Linked DNA regions of Mus musculus: regions 1 and 2 are each linked to region 3. Evidence: chromatin contacts called from public Micro-C and promoter capture Hi-C data. All regions are on one chromosome and are shown on one strand. The core of a region is the stretch at or near the end of the contact, and the rest is flanking DNA. Distances in the headings are between cores, read along the strand shown.

Region 1 (2,760 bases), core at 140-2,639, 440 kb after region 3:
ACTAAGAATTCTCTCTGACCCACGTGATGCCACTTTCCTGTGTTTCTCTTCTGTCTGTCCCTAAAGGCTGGTGTTCCTGCAGGTACTGTCCTGCATATGGTCCCCTCATCCCCTTTCCCTCTAGGGGACTCTTGGGCTGCTTCCCCCGTCTCACTAGACTTCCTCAGTCAAGACTCTAACTCAAGCCAGTCTTCCAGAGAGGGACCACACCCAGGGTTTAAGCAGCCAGTAAATATTCCACCAAGTGTGGATTAAGTATGTAGACTCTGGAGCCCAGATGCCTGGGTTCAAATCCTGTGTGGGTTTGCATAAGATGCTTACTTAACGCATGCCCATAATCTTGATAGTATACTTGAAAAGCTGAAACAAGCGGATCATGAGTTCAAGGCTAACTTAATGAGCTCCAGGCTAGACCAAGCTTATAGGTTGAGGACCTGTCTAAAAACTAAAAAGCAGTCGGGCAGTGGTGGCGCATGCCTTTAATCCCAGCACTTGGGAGGCAGAGGCAGGCAGATTTCTGAGTTCGAGGCCAGCCTGGTCTACAAAGTGAGTTCTAGGACGGCCAGGGCTATGCAGAGAAACCCTGTCTTGAGAAACAAAACAAACAAACAAACAAACACCAAAACAAACAAAAAAGAAAGACTTATAGACTAACTTGTTTCACCCCAGGTCCAAGCCCCCCCTACCACCTAACTGTAATCCAAGTGTTACAATGCCTGGAGTTCCTCCATCTCCACACATGCATCAGTTCCTGTCCCCCTCTGCCCTTAGCTCCAGAGTTCCAAGGTACAGTGCCCCCCTGGCACAGGGTCCTTTCCTCCCAGAACAAAGGGTTGCCTCTATAAGGAGAGCTGATTTGAGCTGAGGCTGTGGGGGCAGGGAGGAGGGTGGTGGCCCCTTGGGGTGCCCCTGGCTCACTTTTTCCAGAGCCTGATGCCCTCAGACCCCTACAGGAGGCGGTAAGAGGAAGTGAGCTCACGCTGACCGGCAGGCCAATTCCTCCCTCCACAATGCACAGCAAGAACCTCCTCCACCCCTCCCACTTCCCAGAAAGGGTTCTCTCCACCCTGCTGCCCCTCCCACCTCTTCCTGCACCTTGACCTGCACCCCCCTCCAGCCATTCCTATCCATCTCCTCTAGCCTTCTTCCCCTGGTACACTCCCCCCTAACCCCACCTATCCCAGCCCCTGGCTCCTGTCTGCATATTCTTCAGTCCGCCCAGAGAGCCATTTTCTCGCTCTATGTTCTGTGGGGTCTGGGAAAAGGACACTCCCACTGAGTGGGTGATGATTCTCCTGGGAATCCCCTTTATCCTCATCTTTCTAAACCCCTCCACCAGCCCAGTCACCACCACTGTTGACTCAGTCCCATCCCAGGGGGCAAGAGACCTGCAAGGGTGTGGCAGGTGGCATTGGGGATACTACAGGGCTCAGGCCCTGCTCCTTCCCTTCACTAGCTTGGTCATCCTTTACCATGATTCTATGGTGAGACCCTCTCCCGCCCCCCAGAGCAACCAAGGAAGGCTGGAGAAACCGGAGGGCTGTCTGCAGGAGCCGCCCACCCCCCAGCTCTGTGGGGTTCCGAGGAGGCTGAACTGACCTGGAGGAGGGGAATGGAGAGAGAGACAGGCTGGGGAGAAGGTTCCCCACGGACAGAGGCTGGCGGGCTGGGAGGGCTCCTCCTGTGGTGTGTGTGGTCAGGAAGCGTGGAGGGATGAGGAAGGAAACAGGAGGATGTGAGAGACTGGGCTGGGCGCAGGCACTTAGGTTTTGGCCTGGCCTGGGCAGAAACTTGAGGTAGCCCCTGTGTTATGTTCTCTCTGGTACACAGTGAGGACAGGAACTGAGGACGGTAGGAAAGGAGGTTAGGGGTGGGGGTCGGTGTGTAGCAGAATAAGGGGCGGAGAGCAACAAATATCAGAGACTTTGGGACTTGGTGACCTAGTAGGTGAAGGGGGAAGGAGACAGAAGACTCTAGAACAACTTCAAGGCTTAGACTACCAGACCATTTGTGTAGGATGTTCCCAGGAGAGTGAACAGGCCAGGCCTCAACAGGCCAGCACTCACAGGTCCTGAGTGACTGCTTTGGTTAACACTTAGGAAGGCCTTGCCTACCATGCAGAGTCTTTACGATTTTGTTCAATGGAGAAGGAAACTACGGTTCAACCAGCTTAAATACATTTGTGATTTTTGTTTGTTTTGTGGGTGGTATATGTGTATACTGTGTTCCTGGTTTTTTTTGGGTTTTGGTTTTTTTTGTTTTGTTTTGTTTTTGTTTTTTGTTTTGTGTGTGTGTGTGTGTATGTGTTTGTGTGTGTTTGTGTGTGTGTGTGTCTCTGTGTGTGTGTATATGTGTTTGTGTATGTGTTTGTGTGTGTGTGTATGTGTTTGTGTTTGTGTGTGTTTGTGTGTCTGTGTGTGTGTATGTGTTTGTGTGTGTGTGTTTGTGTGTCTGGTGTGTGTGTGTGTGTCTGTGTGTGTGTGTCTGTCTCTGTGTGTGTGTATGTGTTTGTGTGTGTGTGTGTTTGTGTGTCTGTGTGTGTGTGTGTGTAGACTGAGGATGACATTGAATATCTTCCTCAGTTACACCCGACCTTCTTTGCTGAGACAGGGTCTCCCACTGAGCCCAGAACCCTGGAGATCCTCCTGCCTCTGCTCCCTCAGCACCTGGATTACAGATGTGAGCTGCTGTTGCCCCTCTGCACCTGGTTCCATGGGCACTAGGGATCCAAATTCATGACCCCACAGGTGCGTGGCAAGC
Region 2 (2,700 bases), core at 16-2,515, 380 kb after region 3:
CTGTCTAGAAAGAAAGAAAGAAAGAAAGGAAGGAAGGAAGGAAGGAAGGAAGGAAGAAAGAAAGAAAGAAAGAAAGAAAGAAAGAAAGAAAGAAAGAGAGATGGAGGGGCCTAGAGAGCTAGCTCAGCAGATAACGGCTTGTTCTGCTCTTGCAGAGGGTCAGAACTCAGCTCTCAACACCCATGTCCAGGGACTTGGGGCAGCTAATAATTAGGTCTAGGGGATCTGATGCCCTTTCTCGGATTCTGCACACACATGTGCATACACATACATTTTTTTTAAGTGATGGAGATTATGACAGCGATTCTGATTTACATCTCCTGTACATCTATCTGTAGGTGTTACATTAGCAATGGCACAAAAACGTTGAAGGAACTCTTCCCCGTCACTGAAACCAATTCCGACTCAGCAAAGTTGCCCCCATGATTGATGATTTGATCAGGTTTTGCTTTTTCACTGTTCTCTTTCATCAACAGAGGAAAATATTAGTAAAAATTCTTGTTACAATTGCAGTCCTTGGTCACTTGTCATCATTTTGGGAAGGGCTGGGAATGAGGTCTGGTGATGGAACTGTTGCTTAGCACGTGCCACGTCTTGGATTCTATCCTCAACATGACATACACTATGACAACAATCAGTGGAAGGATGTATTTGGCCATCAGTCGTACAGAATTGGCTATTGTATATCTTCATTTCTTGGAATTGTGTATATCCATTCTTCATTTCAAATTCATGATGAGATTATGCTAACTATATACACACTCTTGTCTTCTCAAAGATCCAGTTGTTTTGGCACGGAAGAGCACACTGCAGGCTCTACAACCCATTTTCATGTAGTCATTCCACAGTTCATCGGATGCTAGGAAAGAGGATGCAGATGTAATGAAATGACTTGGCCAAGGTCACACACTCCAGGCAGCATGGACAGGACAAGACCCCCAGACAGTGCCAAGGTCCACGACCCTCTCCCAGGTCCAGACCCGGGTCCCGAGGCCTGCACTGCTCTACACAGGACGGTGGACAGGGCCCGGGCGCCCAGGAAGTGAAAAAGCAGGGGTCGGTGCCGGAGACCACGGAGGCCCCAGATGCAGCAGACGGCCAATAGCTACCAGGGCCAAGAGAAACGTCAGGCAGAGTGGAGTCCGACGCTTGCGCACCCTGGGGAAAGGGGGCGGGCCCTGGACAGGAAGTGACGTCTAGGGGCGGTCCTCGGCGGCAGCGCGCGGCCTGGGCTCGCGCTGGGCTCCGCGCGCCCCCCCCCCCCCGCCCCCTCTATGAGGCAGAGGCCGCGGCGGCCGTTAGCGCTGTCGCTCCGGGGGCCGCGGCGGGCGGGGCTCCGGCGGGGCCCGGCCTAGTCCCCACCCAGCCCGGCTCCTAGCCGCCCGCCCTCCCTCCCTTCGCCACCCCGATGCAGGGGGCCGAGCTCCGGGACGGCGAGGCGGCGGCGGCGGCCGCTTCGTACCGGGTCCTGAGCCGCCTCCTCGGCTATGGAGAGGCCGCCCCCGAGCCAGGCCCGCCGCCGCCGCCGCCGCCCCCGGGCCACAGCCATGGCCCGTCGCCGCCACCACCCTTCCTCGCGCGGCCCGGCTCGCGGGGCGCCCGGCCGCCTCAGCTGATGGTGTTCCGCAACGTGGGGCGGCCGCCGGAGGAGGAGGACGCGGAGGCGGCCCGGGAGCCGGGACCCTCGGAACTGCTGTGTCCCCGGCACCGCTGCGCGCTGGATCCCAAGGCCCTCCCGCCGGGCTTGGCGCTCGAGCGGACCTGGGGTCCCGTGGCTGGACTAGAGGCGCAGCTGGCGGCCCTGGGGCTCGGACAGCCGGCGGGGCCGGGGATCAAGACTGCCGGCGGAGGCTGCTGTCCGTGCCCGTGTCCCCCGCAGCCGCCGCCGCCGCAACCCCCGCCGCCTGCTGCCGCCCCGCAGGCCGGGGAGGACCCGACGGAGACGAGCGACGCGCTGCTGGTCCTGGAGGGCTTGGAATCGGAGGCCGAGAGCCTGGAGACTAACAGCTGCTCGGAAGAGGAGCTCAGCAGCCCCGGCCGTGGAGGAGGAGGAGTGGGTGGCCGGCTGCTTCTGCAGCCTCCGGGTCCCGAACTACCCCCGGTGCCCTTTCCGCTGCAGGACTTGGTCCCTCCAGGGCGCTTGAGCCGAGGGGAGCAGCAGCAGCAGCAACCTCCCCCACCGCCGCCGCCTCCCGGGCCCCTCCGGCCTCTCGCAGGCCCTTCTCGGAAGGGCTCCTTCAAAATCCGCCTCAGTCGCCTGTTTCGCACGAAGAGCTGTAACGGCGGCTCGGGCGGCGGGGATGGGACCGGCAAGAGGCCTTCGGGAGATCTGGCAGCTTCAGCTGCGAGCCTGACCGACATGGGAGGCTCAGCGGTCCGGGAGCTGGATACGGGGAGGTGAGATTGGCTTGGGGGTTGGGGGTGGGCAAGCGACAAAGTTCCATTTCTTGTTTCGTTTCCCTCGTTTTCCCCTACTGCCAACACGATACTGTTAGAGCTGAGCTGTGGACTTCAGGAGGAGGCAGACACTTGGGATTAAAGGTGGTGACATCTCGCATTAGGTCAGAGCTAATTGTGGAAACAGCTTTCAACTCTCGGAGAGTTCACACTCTGTGACACTTCTCAGTGGGTTAGCGTCTCTTGCTGGGGATGATCTGAAGCCCGGCCTCACCTTCCATCCCTGTTCCGGCCCCACTTTTT
Region 3 (2,700 bases), core at 187-2,686:
CTGGCTCACCCTAACCTTTCTAGCCCTCCAAGACAGCTCAGCCGTAGAGGTGCTTGTCCAACATTTGTGGATTCAACCTTCATCACCACAGGGGGGTGGGGGGGGGGTGTCTCAACTCAGGGTTTTGTCCTCTGTAATGCCAAGGGCCTTCTAGGGCACAGCATGGAACAGCTGTAGCCTGTTCCTGCCAGTACACACTGAAAAGTTAATCGCCTTTCTACAATGAAATCTGTATAAAGGGGACCCTTGGGCCAATTCCTGGCTCACAGACCACTGGCTATGGTCTGCCTCTCTCCTCGTTGACAGGCCTCTACAGGCCCAAACTTTTATTTTGATATGTAATAATCCTGTAACCTCCTAAAAATGGGGAAAGTTCAGGAGAAAAAACCAAACAGAGTCCCCCTGGATCATGTTAGTTATGAAACGATTAAACATGACAGGCTATTAGAATCAAAACCAAGGAATGTAGAGAGGACAGGTTTCTCAGTCGCCCAGCGCAAAAGACAGTTCCTTTTCTACTAAAACTAGAATAAGGCACTGGGAAAGAAACCTAAGAAGGAAGGGAAGATTCTGAGCACCCTTAAGCCAGCAACGCGGATGAAGAAAAGCATCTATTTTATTTCTTAGGTCATCTGTTACGAGCGATAGCGCCTACGCTTTTTTGGAATTCCAGTGCATTTTTGCCCAACCCCCCCACCCCCCGCAAGGGGCATCGGGCCATAGCCTGGGAGCTCTGTCCACAAGTTCTCCAAACTTCTAAAATTCCAAGAGCTTGCAGATACTAGCCGCAGGCTCAAGGATCCAGGTATAAACATTAAAAGTCGGTTTTTCGTTCAGCAGTCATCTGCCTAGGGCGTTCCCTCCAATCCTGCCACCCTCTGGGACTGCGGTGGCCCGGCCAGCAGGCTGCAGTTCAGACCAGCAGGGCCCATCTGACTGGCACCACCTGGGTCCCAAGCCTGGGCTGCCCACAGGACGAGCCCGAGGGGGCGTCGGCCGCCTGCGTGGAGCAAACTCGGGCGCAGGCTGAAGGCCCGGCGCGACCCAAGCTGAGGGGGCGAAGGGGGTTATCAGGCTCGCCCTGCTGCCCCCGCCGCCTGCCAGCCCCGGAAGCGCCGCCCTCCCGCCCGGGGCTCCGAGGGGCGGGGAGTCTAACGCCCCCTTCCGGGTGCCTCCGCCCGGCCGGCCAGCCGCGCTCCTCCTCCGGGCGGGAATCCTTCCTCCCCCGCCCCTCCCGTAGCCGGGCCCCGGCGCCAGTCCCAGTCCCAGGGGGGCACCCCCGGTTCCGGCCTCCCCTCCCCGAGGCCTCTGTCCGTCTTCCCGACCCTTGAGGGCCGGGAAGACGCCGCCGGCAGACGCCAGGACCCACCGCTCATTACGACATCTTCCTCCCTGGCCTCCGCCGCCTCCGCCGCCACCGAGAGCCTGACACCGCCCGCCTAGCACCCGCCAATCCCGGAGCCCGCCACCGCCCGAGCGACGGCAGCTTTTACCAATGAACGCTTGGTACATTGGGGACCGACAGCATTTTCAACCAATCATTGGGAAGCATCTAGAGTGACGTTGGTCTGGCCAATAGAACTGTGAAGTGTCATTGATAGACGGTAGGAGTCGCCAACCGGAAATCAACGGGGGAATGAACGACGTATCCTTTAGCCAACTGGCGGGAGGCAAAGTCCCGCCTGCTAGGAGGTTGATGGACAGCAACAGGAAGCTGGGTGAGGAGGGGCTTAGCCGAGAAGTGTTTTTGTATTGGTCGTAATTGACCTTCCACCCACCTCTAACCCAGCAGATAAGTGATAGATCTGCCCTAAAGCCAATCAGAAGTGCTACTGTGAAATGCCCCGTAAAGAGCTTATACATCTCTCAATACAGTCTGGCATGGTGAGTCTCAAGTGTAGCTGTCGGATACGCGGTGCCCGGCCCCCAGTGAGCGCATCGCCTTCACCTCAGGCCCTCGCCCGCCATCCATCGCCTCTCGAGAGTCGACGACCTGGCAGGAGTTGGGTTACCTGGCACTTCCTAGAGGGAATTGTCATTATGTCATCTCAAGCCCCTGTTAATCTTCACCAATGTTTCGCAGAGCTTCCCTGATCCTCTCAGCTTCAGACAGGCGTGTTTGAGCCTTTATCAAAAGCAGATCCCTAGGGTCGTCCCTAGTTACATTTGCTATTTCCCGGGGGGCGGGGTGTGTGTGCCTAGAATCTGCATTTTAGCCTGCGCCTCAGGTGGGCAGAATTGCACGCTGGCATCCTAGCGACCCTGCTTGGTCTCTGCTTCATCTCCTCCTGTATGAGGGGCCGTGCTTGACAGGCACCACAGGTAGGTTTAGCTTTCTCTTCCAGGCCCTCTGCGAACGACTAACTTAGGCAAGCTGTACGTAGCACTCAGAGGGAATTCACGCTGGCTTGAGACCTGCGTGGGTAGGAAACCCCACACCCCATCTGCAGTGGACCCTTAGACTCTTGTTGAAGCCAGAGCACTCACACATCCACCTCATAGTACCACCCTTCCTGGTTGGTTTTGTTTTGTTGTTTTAACCCACAGTGAGAAAAAAATGTTTTACATCCAGTAAATTAACTTATAAGAACATGTAACAAAGCTTCCCAAATCAACATTTGAGAGACATTGATCGCAGGTAGATGAGACACATACATCCCTGCTGGGGTCTTATTTGCTGAGGATCAAGTCCCCAACACT

Evidence for each region. Promoter capture Hi-C pulls out the DNA fragments that hold promoters and counts their contacts. Hi-C and Micro-C count contacts between places; a contact is called where the count stands out from the background.
Region 1: a Micro-C map of embryonic stem cells shows a contact between it and region 3, with 2.8 times the contacts expected there. The contact joins the enhancer-like site here to the promoter of Sp2 in region 3. A contact is called at or near these places in 2 of 484 Hi-C or Micro-C datasets (both in embryonic stem cells) and 3 of 115 datasets of contacts at active chromatin or transcription factors (bone marrow-derived dendritic cells, embryonic stem cells and pancreatic cancer cells).
Region 2: a contact with region 3 is called in a promoter capture Hi-C map of pre-B cells, with 4 times the contacts expected there. The contact joins the promoter of Socs7 here to the promoter of Sp2 in region 3. A contact is called at or near these places in 5 of 39 promoter capture datasets (the 3T3-L1 cell line, hippocampal neurons, liver and 2 more), 2 of 484 Hi-C or Micro-C datasets (embryonic stem cells and uterus) and 3 of 115 datasets of contacts at active chromatin or transcription factors (the SCID.adh cell line, memory CD8 T cells and pancreatic cancer cells).

What each region holds. Positions count from the first base shown.
Region 1 is chr11:97,411,307-97,414,066 of GRCm38.p6, forward strand. It overlaps a transcript of Arhgap23 not described here. Among named protein-coding and RNA genes, the nearest start is that of Arhgap23, 37 kb to the right of the region's middle. Within about 2 kb of position 1,390, at least 60 of the 459 cell types and tissues checked have an H3K27ac peak or open chromatin away from gene starts, as enhancers often do. A contact at or near this core is called in bone marrow-derived dendritic cells and embryonic stem cells, where this site is marked.
Region 2 is chr11:97,361,027-97,363,726 of GRCm38.p6, forward strand. Socs7 (suppressor of cytokine signaling 7) reads left to right here and starts at 1,266. Exons shown (of 10, transcript NM_138657.4): 1 at 1,266-2,397. The coding sequence starts at 1,409.
Region 3 is chr11:96,976,252-96,978,951 of GRCm38.p6, forward strand. It overlaps Sp2 (Sp2 transcription factor), which reads right to left and starts at 1,437. Exons shown (of 7, transcript NM_001080964.2): 1 at 1,370-1,437. The coding sequence starts at 1,376.